Linked DNA regions of Mus musculus: region 1 is linked to region 2. The links are chromatin contacts, called in public promoter capture Hi-C maps. All regions are on one chromosome and are shown on one strand. Each heading gives the region's core, a stretch centred on a gene start, on an enhancer-like site or on the middle of the called end of the contact. The rest is flanking DNA. Distances are from core to core; before and after follow the strand shown. Region 1 holds the start of Manba (mannosidase, beta A, lysosomal). Region 2 holds the start of Dapp1 (dual adaptor for phosphotyrosine and 3-phosphoinositides 1).

Region 1 (5,811 bases), core at 36-2,535, 2.5 Mb before region 2:
CTGCCTTGAGACAGCTGAACTTTGTCCTCTGGGTACTGCTGTCCTTTCTGAAGCGTCTCTCAATGTCCTTGCTTAAGCTGTAGTAGATATATATATATATATATATTCCGAGTTTTGCTTCATGAGAAGAACCCAGGGGCCAATGAGATAGAGCAGCCGTTAAGGGGGAATGTCTCTAAGCCTGACACCCTAAGTTCTAGCCCTGGGACTCCTCACAAGCTGTCTGCTGACTTCCACACGCTCGCTGTGGCAGGAACCCCCATTCAACTCCTCCATGAAATTAGTAAGTAAAATGTGGGGTGTTTTGTTTATTTAAAAGAAGATGAAGAACCCAGCCTGCGTCTCCGTCTCTGAAATTAGTGTCTGCATTGTTTTGTTTTGTTTTTTTCGAGACAGGGTTTCTCTGTGTAGACCTGGCTGTCCTGAAACTCACTTTGTAGACCAGGCTGGCCTCGAACTCAGAAATCCGCCTGCCTCTGCCTCCCAAGTGCTGGGCTTAAAGGCGTATGCCACCACGGCCCGGCTAAGCGTCTGCATTCTTTTTTTTTTTTTTTTTTTTTTTGACAGGGTTTCTCTGTGTAGCCCTGGCTATCCTGGAACTCACTTTGTTCGAGGAGGCTGGCCTCGAACTCAAAAATACGCCTGCCTCTGCCTCCCAAGTGCTGGGATTAGAGGCGTGCGCCAGCACGCTTGGCATCTGCATTCTTTTAAATTCAGGGAATGGGAATTCTGTTGCTTGTTCAGTCCCACAACTCAACAGTGAAGGAGGGAATTTCAGACTCACCTGTAACACTAACGCAGTTTCATAGGAACCTCAGAAGCAGCTCCATGATGTAGCCACCACTAACAGGGAGCACATGGCGCCTCTCAGTCAACAGTTGAAGCAACCCTACGAGTTTATAGTTAGCACTGTTTAGTCCCAGCAGGTCGCGTATTGAGGGAGCGTTCAGCCTGACAAATCCTGGGGCCGGGGGACCATGTACAATCTGCTGGTCAGGCGTGGTAGGAGCTGTCCCCGGGCAGAGCCTGCGTACTATTGTGGACGCGCACCTGTCGTCTCCCAAATGGTCAGACTCTGCTTTCCAGACTTTTCTGTCGCTTTTCATCATTCGGATGAGCGCCCCACTTACAGGATCGAGCTGGAGCGAGAAGCCCAGCTCACAGGTCGCAGAGACCCTGGCCCTGGGCGGTGCTTGTACCCGCGTGGCGGGTCCCGGCTTCAGTTCCTCCCTGCAGGGCTGCGGGAAGCGCTCAGCTGACCTGGGGGCGGGTCCGTGCTCGGGGCGGGGACACAGCGTCCAGGCCTTGGCAAGGCTTGGGCGACACTGCCGGGTTCCTGCTTGCGAGCGGTCAGCATGCATCTTCACCTGCTCTTGATATTGGCGCTATTTCGGGCCGGCTGCGTGGTGGCAGGTCCTAGCTACAGCCTGAGCGGGAGCTGGCGGGTGAGCAACGGGAATGGCTCCCTGGAGCTACCGGCGACTGTCCCCGGCTATGTGCACAGCGCCCTGCACCAGCACGGGCTGATCCAGGTAGGACGCACAGTCACCCCCCACACCCCCCATGCGGGTCCAGGTCAGTAGGTGCAGCTGTGGGCAGTTGGGGGAATGGCCTGGGAGTTCAGGCCAGTTGTGGACACTGACCCTCCCTCGCTGGGTCTTCAGTGACCTTGGAAGGCGGAAGTTGTGTATATGAAACAAACGGTATGTCTGCTGTCTACTTATTGTGGTGATTCTCTGCTCAAGCATTTCCTAAGAGGACTTACCTTTCTCCCTCCGGACAGGGTTACTGTTGCAATCATCTGGATGCTTGTAGCTTTTAGTTAATCAAAGTTCGCCGACCCTAGGATGTCCGGGTTTTCTTTTTCTGCTTTGAAGCCTCGTGCGTCAGGTTTGAAATAAACACAAGGGATTGGGGAGAGCACTAGTAAAGTTTGGTTGTTGATGCTAATGAGGAGCCTAAATATTTGGGAGGGGAGTGTGTGCAAGTGTGTGTGTGGTGTGTGTGTGTGTGTGTGTGTGTGTGTGTGAGAGAGAGAGAGAGAGAGAGAGAGAGAGAGACCCAGAACCATGAGTATACTAAGCACACATTGTACCACCACCGAACTACACCCCAATCCTAAAGCCTGAATACCGTGCTGACATTTTTTTTTTAAATGAGAGTCTGTCATCCAACAGTGTGGTAGGTTTCTTTATGATAGTTTCATGTGAGTGCACCATGTTCTCTGCCCATATTCACTTTTTACTGGGTCTTGCCACCACGTGATCCCTCCCTCGTTCAAGGAGTTTCTTTCCATTATGGTGTCCTATATACGTACACTTATGAATACATATATTTACATCTAGAGTCAACATGAGTAAAAACATGCCATATCTTGTTTTCATTCTCATTTGTCTTATGTTGTTGTTTTGTTACCAATTTTTATTGTCTTCATTATCCTTACCTTCTTTTTTTTTTCTGGCTTTTGAGACAGGATCCCATGTAGTTCAGGCTGACCTTGAATTCCCAATGTAACTGAGGACCACCTGAACTCCTGATCCTCCTGCCTCCTCCTCCCATGTGCTGGAGATATAAGTGTTTACCATCATGCACAGCCTAATTACATCATTTTTCCTATGGAAAATGTGTGTGTGTGTGTGTGTGTGTGTGTGTGTGTGTGTGTGTGTGTGTGATTTTCTTTAACCATTTGTCTGTTAGTGGGCATCTGGGCTGATTCCATCACTTGGCTATCATGCCGCAACCAAATGGCTACACAGATATTTCTGCACTATGCTGTCCTAGGATCCTTCAGGTATCGGAAGGAGTGGTGCAGCTGTTATGGGGGAGGGGGGGGCTTATTCCTAGTGGTTCTTTTTATTGCTATTGTTTTTGAGACAGAGTTGTTTTTGTTTTGTATTCTTTGTTAATTTGCCTTGTTTGCTTTTTTTTTTTTCAAGACAGGGTTTCTCTGTGTAGCCCTGGCAGGCTGGCTTCAAACTTCACAAGTTTCTGCCTTCCGAGTGCTAGGATTAAAGGCTTGAGCTACTAATACAGGTTGAGTGTCACCATTTTTAATGGTTTGAGGAACATCCATGCTGAACTACATAGTAAGCCTGCATAATTGTGTGTGTGTGTGTGTGTGTGTGTGTGTGTGTGTGTGTGTGTGATCCAGAGGTTGGTGTTGACTGTCATCAGTCATATTTACCTTATTTATTGAGTCCGGGACTTTCACTGAACCCCAAGCTCAGTGAATGCCTAGACGAGTTAGCCACAGTCTCCACTCTCCCATTGCCAGGATTACAGTGGAATCTCAACCCGGGCCCTCCTTGAGGACAAGCACTTCACCAGCTGAACCACGTCCCCAGGACGTTTGCCTGCACAATTTTGAAAGCTTTCTAAGTGACCAAGCCAGCTCAATCAGTCAACCGGGTCTCAAGGGAGGGAGTGAGGATTGAAAAAGAAAAAGCAATTAGACAAAATGATAACCCGACCCCAGCCAGTGCTGAGGCTGAAGCAGCTTTAGTTTTCTGCAGCTTTTGTACCATTCTAGGTGCATCCAGACATCACGGTCAGCTCTTAGATCAAAGACAAAATAGTCAAGCAAAGTAGTAAACAAAACCCCCCATGCTCACTGTTTCTGATATTCTTATCTGAGCCTATTTCCTTGTCTGAGGCCAGATTCCTAGAAGTGGCACCAAAAGCTCTCACCAGCTAAGATATGAGTAAGTTCGAGATTCCTTTCTGGGAGCACTGGAGAACATGGCTGGTATCATACAGCAGCCGCCAGCTGACAGATGAAATTGCTTGTTTTTTGATGACAAGTTTCTCTGTATAGTCCCGGTTGTTCTGGAACTCACTTGGTAGAGCAGGCTGGCCTCAGACTCTCAGAGATCTGCCTGCTTCTGCCTCCTGTGTGCTGGTATTAAAGGGTCTCTGTGTGCTGGGATTAAGGGGGTACCACCACTGTTTGCTCAGAGTTGAAATTCTAACCCAGGCTGGCCTTGACCCCTTAGCCTAGAGTCTGTACTATTTGCTAGAATTAGGGCATTTAAACAATCTTTCTTCCTTCCTTCCTTCCTTCCTTCCTTCCTTCCTTCCTTCCTTCCTTCCTTCCTTCCTTTCTCTCTCTCTCTTTCTTTCTTTCTTTCCTCCTTTCTTGCTTTCTTCCTTTCTTGACTTGAGGCAGTATCTCATAAAGTTGCCCAGGCTGGTCCTGAATTGATGGGGTAGCCCAAGGTAACCTGTAACTTGTTATCTTCTTGCTTTAGCGTCCTTTAGCTTGGATTATAGGCCTGTACTACCGTGTCTAGCTCTAGCTCAGAAATCATGAGCATGTGTGTGTGTGAGTGTCTGCATGCTCTCTCTCTCTCTCTCTCTCTCTCTCTCTCTCTCTCTCTCCCTCTCTCTCTCTCTCTCTCTCTCTCTTTCTCTCTCTCTCTCTTTCTCCATTGAACCTAAAGCCTTATGCATGCCAAGCAAATGCCCTGCCACTGGACTGGACTATACCCTCACCCCCCACACACACACATGAACATGTACATGCACACACACACACTCACAGTCTTTGATGCTTGGGATAGCATTCATAGTTTCCCTTGATGCTATGGTAGTCAAACTAGGATTCTGTAAAATTTCTGACCTGGAATTCATGACTATCTGTCTGTCCGTCTATCTTTACTTCTTTTGTTTTTTCATCCCATATATCACAATGAAAGTAAATGTTATAACTTACAATGAATTTACATTGTTATAAATTTCAATGAATTACAATAAAATTACAGTGTATTTTTTAGGTAAATCTTTCTGAAGCTTAAGTAGTATATTCATAATTAACAAAGTATACAAGGGAAGGTAAAAGGTGACATGTGACACAAAATTGGAATGGAGTGACTGGAAGTGAGAGGTCACAGGGGAAGAAAGGGAAAGGGAGATGGGAAGAAGAGGAAGGGAGATGGAGGAGGGGAGAAAGGGAGACAGCAGGGAGGGTAGAGACAGGGGAAAAGAGGAAGAAAGACGGGAAGAGAGGAAGGGAAAAGAAATGACTAAAACAAATCGTTTGAAGGAAATGTCAGAATGACACCTCATTCTTTGTATGCAAACAATAAAACATATCAAGTAAAACCCATGTGCATGTGTCAAGACACAGCTTACTGTCATCTGCAGAGTCTCATTTTACTAATTGAGTTAAGCCAACAGGAAATTGTAACCTGCGCAAAGCAGGTTATTGTTCTCTGTGTGTCTGTCTCTGTGTGTGTGTGTGTGTGTGTGTGTGTATATATATATATATACATATATATATATATATATATATATATAGAGAGAGAGAGAGAGAGAGGAAAAAGGTTTGCTTCTGACTGAGGACATTTGATTGGGTTTTGAAGTAACTACCCAACACTTCTTTGTGGGAGTAATTGAGAAGGCCTTGCAACCTCCTCCCAGATTCTTAGGAAAGCTAAGTTTGAATAAAGAGGGTTGGCGTCCTTGGTAGTAGTCTGGTGGAAGAGAGATGTTTATTGAATCAGGAAAGACTCCATCTGTTGAGTAAGGTGACATTGCTGCCTGTGTTATTATGCCACCCCCTTTTACTGTTGGCTTTGAGAAACATCTTATTGTTTGCTACAGACACTGGGCTAGATTTGGACTTGAAACCTCTCCCTCTCTTGTTTATTTAACCATTTACCTAATTAATCACCCTGTATTTAGCTGGTTCCTCTGATTGTACCAGGCTCTGTTTGAAGTACTTGGACTCCAACAGTAAAGAAAAGAAGTTTTGCTCCAGTGAACATTCTAGAGCGTTAGTAGTCAGCTACCAAGTTAATAAATTACAATACA
Region 2 (5,417 bases), core at 1,727-4,226:
GTCCCCAGCAGTTTGAAATTTGCTTATTCCCTGGTAGATCAAATGGCTCAAACAAGACAATACTGAGAAGTAAGAGTTCTAGAAATCAAGGTTTTTGTAGGTTCCCCAAACAGCTAGATCACGGATTGTGTTTACCTGGTTTGTGCTCCTTACTGGTTTTCAAGGGAGGTGAAAATCTGCTACCACCGGCTACAGTGACAGTCGCGCTCTTCAAGTTTATCTTATGTAAAATGCACCTCAATGAAGTTATTATTGGCCACAGGCCCCAACCTCTCAACAGAATGCCACAACTCATTAGTGATTTTAAAATTTAGGGGCATGCCCTAAATTAAAATAAATGATAAAACTGTACCTAACCTAACCCGTCAGAGAATATACATTTTATACCTTGATTCTTAATTCCAGTCTTGCTTTAGAGGCACGTAGAGGAAGAAAACAAATGTTAGCTCAGAGACATCTCTCTCTCTCTCTCTCCCTCTCTCTCTCCCTCTTTCTCTCCCTCTCCCTCTCTCTCCCTCTCTCCCTCTTTCTCTCCCTCTCTCTCCCTCTTTCTCTCCCTCTTTCTCTCTCTCTCTCCCTCTCTCCCTCTCTCTCTCCCTTTCTCTCCCCCCTCTCCTTTCTTCCTTCCTTTCTTTTTCTCTTCCTCCCTCCCTCCCTCCCTCCCTCCCTCCCTTCCTTCCTTCCTTCCTTCCTTCCTTCCTTCCTTTCTTAGTTCATATGCCTAGGAAGTACTCAGTTGGTAGAGTGCTTGCCTTGAATCCTGGAAGCCCTGCATAAGTGGGGTGTGATGTTATACACCTCTTATCCCAGGCCTTGGGAGGTACAGTCAGGAATATCAAGAAATTCAAGTCATCCTTGAATTAGAGCCTAAGCTATATTAGGCCCTGTATCAAGTATAAAAACAAGAATAAAAATAAGCAAATAAAAAGTTCCTTAGTCTGTCTAGCATGTAGAGAGAGTTGAAACCCACACTATAGAGCAGTTTCTTCAACAACTGAAGTTTGCATTGTTTCTGAGACCAAGTTCTGACATTCAAGAAAATGTTCAGGTCTTCTGAACTAAAGAGATCTGGATACAAACGTACCATTTATTCCGTGATAATAATAATAAGGGTCCCCGGACTTAGTACCAGACGTCTATTCTTTGCCTGGGAAGGGAAGCCTGTGGTTTACCTGCACTGCCTGTCCCCAGACACATGGTCAGGTATGTTTGTGTCCTGAGTGTGCTGACAATTCCAAAGCTTAGATCCTGCTTTCAGGATAGGATTTGTTTAATTAAAGAGACAGAGTTGAATATTTTCTGGATCTTTCTTCTCCTTTGGGTATCTTAACTTCAGAGGCTGGAGAGTGCAAAAAACACAGGTACAAACCTTGGGAGCTGGCCAGTAAGGTCGGCTCTGAACTGCTTGATTCTGGGCTGGATGCTCCCAGAGAGGCCCTTATTCTGTTTTTTTTATTTGAAGAGAAACGTGGAGAGTTTTTGGAGCTCTGAAGACCTCATAAGGAGTTTCCCTTATTGAAAATCCTAGCTGTCAATACCAAATGGCAGTACAGGTCCTTGGCTTTAAATTTAAACAGAGAATTATTGAGAGCTGCTTTTAGACTTTTTATTAATTATCATTACATGTGTGCATGGTGTGTGTGTGTGTGTGTGTGTGTGTGTGTGTACCCGTCTGACATATCATCTGTGTGGAGGTCTGCCGAGTGGGTCCCAGGACTCAATCTCAGGCTTAGCCAGGCTTAGCCGCAAGCACCTCTACTTGCTGTGCCAGCATAGTGCCGTGAGAAATTTTACAGTAACACAATATAAAATGATACAATCTCTAGTGTAAACAGAAATTTCAACCCATTCTCAGAGGAGGATGGGGCCTCTGGCAGGTAGCTGTCTCAGCTTTGTTATTTCACTGATGTGACCGATAAGATGGGGTTTAAAACCCTTTCGTGTTTATTGCCATCCTATGCAAGGTGACAGTATGTCTTTATGTCATTGGGTGATGAGGAATTCCAGCCACTTAGGTAGACAACAGGTCCAGAGTCCTCTCTCTTGGGAAACACAAGCGTGTAGGTGCAAGGCTTTGTCTCCAAGGAAACCTCCTTTCTTGTCTGAGTAGCCCTTTTTTCTTTACTAAATGTCCGGATGAGCTGTGTCATCAGGGTCCCTTCTGATGAACTCTGATGATGTCACCTAACCTAAACCTGTCTATCTGAAGCCAGGCTGTTGTTATCTTGTGTCTAAAGGCTATGAAAGAGCTCCCATTGCTGTGTGAGAAGGAGGCACCGTAGAAACATGATTGTCGTACAAACTTCCTCATTCTTTTTCTTTTGAAAAAAAAAAAAAATCCCTCTTACTCACAGCCGTGTAGTCTTTCTGTTTATGGAACCAGTGACACAGTTCACTGCCAAGAGGTGCACTCAGAGTTCTTCCACCTCACTTTAATGATAAACTAGCCCAGTATCAAAGAAACAGACGATTGTATGCACACTCCCCAGCTGCTGAAGGATGCCCAAAAGTTGATTTTTTTTTTATCACATTCTCTCAGTGTAACTGTTCTCACTTTTAGAAAAATATCTTACACTTTTACAATGAATCAGCGCCCCCAGAAGGAAGTTCCTACAGGTCAATTAAACTGGCCAGGTAGACGACCATCAGGTGGCAGTGGGAAGAGACTCGAATCCTGGAAACACTGGTCAGAGCGGCGATTTTTCAAGGAACTGGGAAGTTGTACTCATCGAAAAAGCGCTCTTACCCCAAATCCTGGAGCAGGTCTGTGCCTCCATCTGCTCTGCCCCACAGCTCTGAGGGATCCTGGGTACTCATGTTCCCTCCTAGAAGTTCTGCTCTGCCCATAAGTTCCTTTGCTTCTGATGGCTGACTCCCCGCCAGGTGCTGTATGAAGAGAGAGATGGGATCGGCTGCTGCTGGACGCGCTGCTCCTCCTCGCTAAGGCAGGAGCCGGCTGGGGCTGAGTCTCTGGCTAGCAAGGAAGTGAAACTTGGTTGCTCCTCCCACACTGCCTCTGCCACCGTGGGCCTGAGGCATAGGCAGGGGTGTTCTGTCAGTCAGGAAGTGTGCTAACTAACCCCTCTGGCAGCAGAGCACCTCAGTCACCACAACGTATTGTCAAGTTAGATTTTGCCAAAGAAAACAGAAGGACCACCCGCCCAACCAGGATGGGGCGATTAGGTCAAACTCTTTCTAGGAGTCCAAACTGTAGCTTCTCCTTACCAGGGTTTGCCTGTAGTTTGGGGGGGGGGGCGGGGAGGGGGCTATGTGCACGCGCACACCCACCTCACACAGCGGCACAAGGAACACCGAGGAAGCTTCGACGTCAGATACATCTTCTGAAGGGGTTAAAAAAATTATAGGTAAACAACCAGTCCTGCTCTAACCTACTTTGTTTCTGGTACTGGCTCAGGATTTCTTTCCAATATTCCCTTGAGGTTTCTGTAGGGGAACACTTGTTTCTCTTATGGAAGAAGGTTTGGGGGCAGAGGCTGTCGCCAACATGCCCAAAGACCTGGGTTCCATCCCCGCACCCCATAAGATCCTGTAATCCCAGCACTCTAGAGGTAGGGGCAGAAAAGTCAGAAGTTCAAGGCTATCCTCATCTACTTGGTGAATTTGAGTCCAGCCTGGGCTATGTGAGTCCCTGTTTAAAAAACAAACAAGGCAAAGGACTGAGTAAGAAGGCAGAAGAAAGTTAAAGAACAGCATCTGTCGGGGGTGTACCCAGTAGGCTGAGCTACGCTGTCCGGGGGTGTACCCAGTAGGCTGAGCTACGCTGTCCGGGGGTGTACCCAGTAGGCTGAGCTACGCTGTCCGGGGGTGTACCCAGTAGGCTGAGCTACGCTGTCCGGGGTGTACCCAGTAGGCTGAGCTACGTACGCTGTTCGGGGTGTACCCAGTAGGCTGAGCTACGCTGTCCGGGGTGTACCCAGTAGGCTGAACTACCCTGGATGCAGTGGTGTTTAGACTCATAAAGAGGAAATTCCATCTGCCTGGATGTGTATCAGTGGATGGATAAAGAGCTCTCTCTCTGCATGTTCCCCCTCCAATATCCCAAGATGAACTAGGGTTCATCTGAGGGCTGTTCCATTTGGTATCCTAAAGAGACTGATAGAACGAAGACCTTGTTCTACACAGGCTGCCAATGTCTCCTTAGGAACCGTCCTCTCTTCTGTTTCCCAATGGTTCCTGGGACTCTGGCTTTCTCTGGTGAGAAAGTCCTCAGTGCCTAGAGGCAGTCCTGGGGAGAAGCAGCTCTGAGAACACACATATAACGAACCGGCACACACTGGCTGCTATAGTTCTCTCAGACAGAGGAATATAAAGTGTCGGGCAGTGGTGGCGCATGCCTTTAATTCCAGCACTTGGGAGTCAGAGGCAAGTGGATTTCTGAGTTCGAGGCCAGCCTGGTTTACAGAGTGAGTTCCAGGACAGCCAGGGCTATACAGATAAATAAATAAATAAATAAATAAATAAACAAACAAACAAACCAACCAAACTTAAAAAAAAGATAAAGTGCACGTCAACAGAAAGGGGGCAGGGAGGGCTCCAAATCACTGGGCAAGCCATGCAACAGGTCCCCTGCTCCTTCCTGCACATTTCTCCAGTGCTGGACTGTCCTTTTCATCCCATTTTAGCACATTTGGGGGGAGGGGGGGAGTCCCATTTCTCTTAATCTCTTCCCTTTCATTCTTTCTTTTTTCTTTCTTCTTTCTCTCTTCTCTCTCTCTCTCTCTCTCTCTCTCTCTCTTTCTTTCTTTCTTTCTTTCTTTCTAGAACAACCTAAGATGATTGACTGATTTCTTCCCTCCCTTCTTCCTTCCTTCCTTTTTTCTTCCCTTTTCCACCCCCCACCCCCCAGCCTGCCTCTCTTAACTTGCTTCCCATCTACTGCCTTCTCCTTTGAGAGCATCTTCCTGCTGGCTACTCGTAGGCTCCCCACCCTGTCCTCGCCTGCTCTCCACCTCTGCACCCAGCACTGTTCAGCACTCTCCGCCACAATGAAGAGTTGGTGTCTACAACGCTGGATGTGCATGAGAGCACCTAACAGCACACCTTATGTTAGGCCATTTATATGGTGCTTTTATCTCAGCTCTACTCTATTCGGTGCATATCAGTGCTTGGTCTGCTTTTATGCTTGTCTGTTGCCCACAGAAATTGGAAGAGATCCCCTCATTCCCCAGTACTGTAGGAACTGAATCACGGGCAGTTGTGAGCCACCGTGAGAGTGCTGAGAATCAAGCTGTGGTCTCCTGAAAGAGCAGTACCAGGGCTCTTAAATCCTGAGACATCTCTCTAATCCCTAAATGTTAATTGTTTTTTTTTTTTTTTTTATTAAGGAAACCAATTTTTGCTTTCAAATACCCTCTCAAGGTGTGTGTGTGTGTGTGTGTGTGTGTGTGTGTGTATCA

The links. Promoter capture Hi-C pulls out the DNA fragments that hold promoters and counts their contacts.
Region 1: a promoter capture Hi-C map of liver shows a contact between it and region 2, with 7 times the contacts expected there. The contact joins the promoter of Manba here to the promoter of Dapp1 in region 2. A contact is called at or near these places in 2 of 39 promoter capture datasets (both in liver).

Annotation. Positions count from the first base shown.
Region 1 is chr3:135,484,326-135,490,136 of GRCm38.p6, forward strand. It overlaps Manba (mannosidase, beta A, lysosomal), which reads left to right and starts at 1,286. Exons shown (of 17, transcript NM_027288.3): 1 at 1,286-1,532. The coding sequence starts at 1,356. Gm30992 (a long non-coding RNA gene) reads right to left here and starts at 1,276. Exons shown (of 3, transcript XR_376111.4): 1 at 785-1,276.
Region 2 is chr3:137,978,573-137,983,989 of GRCm38.p6, forward strand. It overlaps Dapp1 (dual adaptor for phosphotyrosine and 3-phosphoinositides 1), which reads right to left and starts at 2,977. Exons shown (of 9, transcript NM_011932.3): 1 at 2,747-2,977. The coding sequence starts at 2,847. The region is part of intron 2 of Gm19708 (a long non-coding RNA gene); the gene reads left to right.